Regions from separate parts of the Mus musculus genome. Here region 2 is linked to region 1. Evidence: chromatin contacts called from public HiChIP or PLAC-seq data. All regions are on one chromosome and are shown on one strand. The core of a region is the stretch at or near the end of the contact, and the rest is flanking DNA. Distances in the headings are between cores, read along the strand shown. Region 1 has its middle 260 kb from the start of Gm39905. Region 2 has its middle 25 kb from the start of Gm22997.

The links. HiChIP or PLAC-seq counts read pairs in DNA pulled down with a chosen protein or histone mark.
Region 2: a contact with region 1 is called in an HNF4G HiChIP or PLAC-seq map of pancreatic cancer cells. The contact joins two enhancer-like sites.

Annotation. Positions count from the first base shown.
Region 1 is chr2:108,621,115-108,624,766 of GRCm38.p6, reverse strand. No RefSeq gene overlaps it. Among named protein-coding and RNA genes, the nearest start is that of Gm39905, 260 kb to the left of the region's middle. Within about 2 kb of position 1,851, at least 57 of the 459 cell types and tissues checked have an H3K27ac peak or open chromatin away from gene starts, as enhancers often do. A contact at or near this core is called in pancreatic cancer cells, where this site is marked.
Region 2 is chr2:110,190,998-110,194,534 of GRCm38.p6, reverse strand. No RefSeq gene overlaps it. Among named protein-coding and RNA genes, the nearest start is that of Gm22997, 25 kb to the left of the region's middle. Within about 2 kb of position 1,919, at least 142 of the 459 cell types and tissues checked have an H3K27ac peak or open chromatin away from gene starts, as enhancers often do. A contact at or near this core is called in pancreatic cancer cells, where this site is marked.

The sequences.
Region 1 (3,652 bases), core at 602-3,101:
AGTAAATAACACTTATCTTTTTCTTTAGCTATCTGTCACATAGCTAGATTATACTTGTGTGTCTCACAACATTTAGTAGTAACTTTATATTTATCTACTTACTTAATATTCAATGGAGACTCATATATTTGGTTTTTAGTCTTTGTTTAATGATAAAGAAAGAAGCTCAAAGCATTAAGTAGCAGCTATAAATTGCTCAAGTTGGGCTTAGACCCTGTCCTGTCTAATTTAAACTTACACCCATAGTCACTCTTTCAAGATGATGTAGTAATTGTTTTTATTGTTTTGGGATATATTTTTCTATTTTTTTAACAAGATACTAAGTTACCTTGTTCAGATGAAGAGTTTATGTGTCTTCCAAAACCTCTTTTGTATTCTAATCTAGCCAAATACTATTATTTCCTAGCAAAATAGAAAGTTAACATTGCTTTTATATTTTCCATTTTATTAAAACTAATATTACATTGACCTTCTGTAAAATTAGGGATAGATTATGTTTAAATTTCTAAAATAGTGTCAATTTCATTTGTTTTAAGTAAATATATATTGCTAAATCTATTAAACTGAGCACACATTTTTACAATACCACATTTCTGCCATCATTTTAGACTGAGTAGATTATCAAATTTTTCAGGTAAAGCTGTTGAATGAAGACAGAGGCCATAATTTTCCTGACCATTAACATGTTTTCCTGATAGAGAATAAGGTCATAGTTGCTGAACAGCCAGAATCATGTCTTCTAAGAACTGACTCAGATTGGTGTATCATTCCATGCAAATGAGTAAGTAGACAGCAGTACAAGAAAATATGAATGAGTTATCTTAGCTTGAATCGTTTTCTAAAGTAGAATTTATGAACCCATTTCCTATGTTGTTTCTAAGATGAACAATTAAGGTAGAGTTAGTCTGACTGCTAAAAAGAAGGCCTCGTACCAATAAACAGTAGATTACATTAGTCTGGACAGTGAGGTTATACTAGCTTGCTGGTTTTGTGTTTGTTTGTTTTTGTTTTTCTTAACAGGAACTAGATATAGAATTAACATTTTATGTTACTATTCTAGTTCAAACCATAGTAGTTTCTTAGGCTATCAACCTTTAACTCATTCCAAACTTGTTATTATGGAAAGGGATTTGATTTTTAGTTTCCCAGTAAGAAAGACTGGGAGATAAAGGTTAAGCTTCGGACAACATGATGATATAGGGATTTAGGCTGGAATGTGGTCTGAGTGCCCGGGATTCCGTTTTCACCCCTCAGATTAGTGCTTTCCAATGTGAAATGTCTGCTCCCTCATCACAGGAACCTCATAGTTTACGAGTTAGAGCTTGTTCATTTATGAAGCAAAATAGAACTGCGTAGCTTGGCCACATATCAATTCCTGTGTTACAGTTTCCCCTTTGTCCAATGGCTGGAGAAGGACCTGCCTAAGATTTGTCTCTCCTCTGACAATGGGAAAAGATGTGTTTGATCTACAGATACATGATTTTCTAAAATCTGGTTTAAAGAACCACCCTCCCCTTATTTTTCAGCACAAAATATCCACCTTAGTATTTAATCCTTATGGTTTTTTCCAGTGTTGTTTGAACTGCTTCATATGAGTACTTACATTCAAGCACACTCTTGTTTTGCTTTTATTTTGCATACTCTTCTAAGTCTGTGCTTGCTTGACCTTCATTGTTAAGCCTTCACATACCAGTATTAGTGGGAGACAATGGCAAAGTCTGATGCGCTAACTTCTACTGAAAGCTGCTTCCCTTCCCCCATGTCATACTGCCCTTCCTGGGGAAGGTAAAGAGAGCCTCCCTGGTTTAATCACCACATTCCACAAGGGGAGATGTCACTTCACTAGCTTTCCTTTCTGTGCCAGGAAATCAGCTCAAAGTATTTTTCTTCAGATAAGTGAACATGCTTGTCATAGCTTACTTATGCCTGTTAAATCTTTCTATGAAATATTTTACAGGGAAATATGTAAATATTTTGACGGCTTGTGCCATTCTGTTCAGACTGCTTTATAGATTACACATAGAGCCCAAATGAAACAGGAAGGGAAAGCAAGAAGAAATGTCTTAATGCGGCATTTTTTCATTAATAAAGACAGGGGGATCAAAGGATGTTTCTTTATAAATGGACTCTTAATGTAAACACACAGGAAGAATGATATATAACCCCGGGCTGGCCCCAAGTGATGCTGGTATAAAGGAACTACACAGTGAGTTTCCAGTCCAGTATGTCCTCCTACCTCCTCCTGGCAGCTAATATGGAGTCTCCTCTATTAACTCCTTAGGAGTGTAAGGTTTGCAAAATGTACATTAATAGAAATTTTATATATAATAAGATTTTACTGATTAATTGGATTTTAGATGAAAAAAGTCTACAAACTATTACTATATTTCAGAATTTTATGACATTCTTTAATTGATTACAAAGTATAGTCTGTAGGTCTGACCATTCTCAATGTAGCTGGGCAGGGAAAAGGGAGAATTTTACCTTGTCTTTCATATTAAATGGGTAAAATCAAGTCTCATTATAACTTTAGCTATTTACTTTTACTTTCTTGTGGTTATCAAAACAGAGTAAACATCAAAATGTAGCCATGTCATTTCCCTAGGTGTGGCTGGGCTGTGGTTACATGATCATTTCTCTAGTGTCTGTAATGTCTGGGGTTTTAATCAGCTTTTATTTTATTAAGGGGGTAGAAAATACAAGTGCTCTGTCTTTCTGAGGAAAGTCCTGCTGTTCTCCTGTGTGCACTTGATTGTTGATGTACCACTTTCCAGAACTGAAACAAAAGAACAAATCTACAACCTTAGCAACAACCACAATAAATATGCATGGCAAAGAAATAGGAGTTGACAGTTCAGCTGCTGAGCTAAGGCAGGTAAATAGTGAGTTACAGCCAAGGAGCAGTGAGTCCAGCAAGCAGCAGCTGTGCTGAGGATTATTTCCTCCACCATATTTTCTCCATGCTACCAACAGAGGACTCTGAGATCGGGCACAAACATATTACCAAATCGTAGCTCATAAAAATGTTCTGAGGCATAACCATACAGGGAACATCTCAATGTCGAGAGTTGGGGTTGGAGTAGCAATAGAGGATTCTGATTAGGAATTGATTTTGAGTACACTAGGACTCTCAGAAAAACCCTTAAAAGTAGTTAAAAGTTGGTGGTGATCAGCCAAAGCATAACATGTTTTCCAAAGAAATATTAGCTTGGAAGTCGTGATGGTTTTTCAGACTAAAATTTATCAAGAAATTAAGAGCCCTTGAATATGCTATTTTCCTTCTCTTCATAACTAGACTTCAAAATGAAAAGGTTGGGCTGGCAGGATGATAAAGTGGGTAATGGTGTTTGTTCCCAAACCTGACAATCTGGGTTAGATTCCCAGAATCCCCAGGATCCATATGATAAAAAGAGAGAACCAACTCTCATGGGTTTTCATCTGAACCCTTCCTTCCACACATGCACAGACACTGACCTTGAAGGCATATTGCACCATTCTGATATTTGCTATTTATATTTTGCTTTTAAAAGAAGATATTAGCCTGGTCCAAAGCCATACATTTTATTGTAGATGATAAATATATATTATTTCATATCTACATTAAAGTAAGTATCATTGAGTGTGGGCTATACTGTTAATATTGAAGGAACTG
Region 2 (3,537 bases), core at 670-3,169, 1.6 Mb before region 1:
CATAGCATGCAGTGTTCTACCTACCACCTTGCTGACCCTGCTACACTTCCCTTCCTACATTCTATTCCTACATCTTTACTAGTTAGGTCTTCTCTAACTCTGTAAAAATATAAGAGCGCCTGGGAACCTAAAGACTATCTCCTGTGCTAGCTGACAACACTGCCCCACATTTTTTTCTCTGGATCAATCTTCAGATAATTTAGGAAACAGATGGTCAGATAATTCCCTAACCAGGTACTAGCCAGGTATATACACACATGACTGGGAAGAAGACTCTATCCATATAATGTATTTCTCTTCTAAGCAGAAGGACCTGAATTCTATCCCCAGATCCAAGGTTAAAAGTAAAGTGACAGGTGTAGGGCATGTTATTCTAATCCCAGCACTGGAGAGGCGGTGTCACAGGTGATTGGGGTTCCCTGGTAAGCCAGAGTAGTCCAATCACTAAGCTTTGGGTTCAGTCAGAGTCCCTGACTCAGGAAAGCTAAACGTCTCCCAAGATAAGGCCAAATACACACATCTTCATGTAACCCCTCAACAACACAGAATTCACACATGCTCTAAACATTTATGTTTAACATAGTTATACTTTGATTTTAAGAGACAGAGAAATTATACTTTCTAATGTCTAATTGCAGCATGTGAATAATATTAACATCTATCATACTTTAGGCATGGAAGTTTAGCAGTAATGCATAGTTAGTGATATGTGCTGAACATCTTTCAATCTTATGTATGCATTTTAGATACCAAAACTTTAATTTTGAAAGTCAGTGATCTCTGTGGTGGCCAAGGATGCTTTAACTCTATTAAATATAACTGCCACTGGTCAGCAACTCACTACATAGAAACATTCTGCAATCCACATACTGACAAGTTGATAGGTTAGTGAAGCATAATTGTCTATATTCACAAAAAGGCAAATAAATGATGGAATTGGCTTCTCCTAACTAAGGTGATAGGCAGTGAGGTGCCAACCTCTAATTGCCCAAAGAGGGAAGATATTTGTCTAGAGTTTACCAAGGTCTTCAGAGAACAACTTTTTAACTAGCCTCCTTTGAGAAGAGATGTCTAGGAGGTTGCCATCTGCTTCAAACAAACTCTCCACTAAACCCTTTGCTTTCAATATCATCTCTTGCAGAGAGACAGAGACAAAGATACAGAGACAGAGAGACATAGACAGAGAGAGAGTGTGACAGGGACAGGGAGGGAGGAAAACCTTAAGATCTATCCTGCTTCATGTGACTACAAGGCATTGTGCAGTTTCAGATCCAACAAATGCCAGCACCTAAACCAGGTGCACATTCAAGAGTCTGTGTGCCACAAGCTGCCTTTGCCTCTGCTGCCATCTAGCCAGAACAGGATCCTAAGGGTGGAATGACCCTGTTCCCATGGTCAACTGCAAGCCACATAAGACCTAGCACCTGGCCAAATGGTGACAAATGTTTCCTGCGTCCAGTCTAGTAAACTCTCATTTGTGATTTAAAAAAAAAAAAAAAAAAAAAAAGGCATGGTCTAGTGAGCAGCTAGAGAGAGGACCAGGTGTCACTGGAGAAAGGTTTCTTGCTTGAAAGAATATGTGGGTCCTGGCAAGGACACAGCCCTCCTTGGCCTTGAGAGGATCACAGCAAACAGGCTTAACCAAGAGCCCTCCTCCAGACCCTTGCAGCTGGCTGGAAAATGAGCGTGACAGTAAACATGTGTTGCTTCTCTTGGGACCTGACTAATCAGATTACCTGCCTCAGATACATACCAGGGAATTTATGGTGAGGCCGTTTGGAAATTAAGCTCTCTGAAAGGAGGAATGGTTTATCACCATTGTTTGTTAGGGTCTAAAATTACTCTGCATACCTCACCGTCATACAGAGCAGAACATCTCTCACTCTATTGTCCCCTGCTGCAGAGGAGCTAACTGCCAGCCTCGGCTCTTGTCAAGGAGCCCAAACATTATCATTCAAAGGCTGTATTTACAAATGGAGCAGGACGGCAGTAAAACCGATGACCTTGCTGCTTCTGGAATCTCATAAAAAGTTTCCAAGCTGCTCCTCCCCAGAGCAAATAAGGGTGTTGCAGTTGCTAGTCCTCTGGCGGCGCTCCAGCTGGGGCTATTACATTCCTCCCTCATAAACTTTCCTCTGAGCTCTGAATACAGACTTGCCTGCTTGTCTGGGTGCTTAACTCTGGAAGTGCTGCTGTGTTTAGAGCATTTAAAGCGAGATGTAGGAGCAAAGTAGAAGAAAAACAGGGAGAGCGAGAAAAGAGGTGACTGGACACTCCGCTGTGGGCCAGGCACCGCACGGTTTTCTCATTCAAGCTTTGTAACCTATTCACATTGCATTCACCCATGTTCCCATGCCTGGAAGGCTTGAAGGACTGAGACTGGCATGTTTTGTTTCGATACAATGGGCATTGGTGCATGCATGCGTGTGTGTGTGTGTGTGTGTGTGTGTGTGTGTGTGTCCCTTTGACCGACACAATCTAGATTGCCTGCTGATATGGGCAAGGTGGAGGAAAGTCAATGAGAGCGATGAGTCAGAGCAGGGCTTCTGAGAACCTATTGTTTTACTGATGAAGAGAATCTGTCTTAGCTGACAGGTGTCTTTTGCCCTTTCCCCTTCTTACCTCTTTGAACAAGGATGTAGGGATTAGAGGAGCAGCCTTCACTTCATGATCAAAGTGGGGAGGTCCCAAGCAGAAAGACAGCAGAGACAACGCATGGATAGTCTTTGAGAGATTCTCAACTCCAAATCACGAATGCTCAAGTTTACTAGTAACACACACACACACACACACACACACACACACACACACACACACACACACACACACACGGGAGGAGAGATTCTTTATAGTGGTAGAAAGACTAAAAGGAATACTTAACTCTACAGTCTTTGCCTACTGGTATCCTAGTGATCCTGGATGTGCACTCAACTTCCCTTGCGCAGGGAGAGACATTTTTCAAACAATAGGAATGGCAAAGGGTGACAGAATTCCTGAGCTGCAACCATGTGTGTTCTGTAAGACTTATTTAATAGCAGATACAGTCTAGAGAGCTTTCTGGCTAATGAGAGAGCAAGCAGCCCACGAACCACATAACTCTTCCTTATGAGAGAAGCTGATGTGACAAGGAACTGTGGGAAGCATCAAGGAGTGAAGGTCAGCTGGCCCCAGACAGGCGGAAGCTGCTCTCAATCCCTTCTCTGAGGATTCTTCACTAAAGAGGCCTCCAAATGAAAGTGCAGCCCAACCGATACCTCCAGTGCAGCTTTGTGAGAGCCTGAATGAAGGACTCAGTGCAGACACCCAGACTCCAAACCCACAGAAACTTAATCAGTAACTGCTGTTTAAAGTCACTCAGTTGATGGTAGTTCATTATGCAGCAATATGACATTGAACACACTCCTTGATTCTACTATAGCGATCTTATATGCAGAAAAATGAAATATGTTTGGTGGATACACAAAAGATCAATATTAGAGGTCTCCACAAAGTGCTGAGGGCTGCAAGTTGATGCTAAGAGAAGGTAGGGATTGAGGA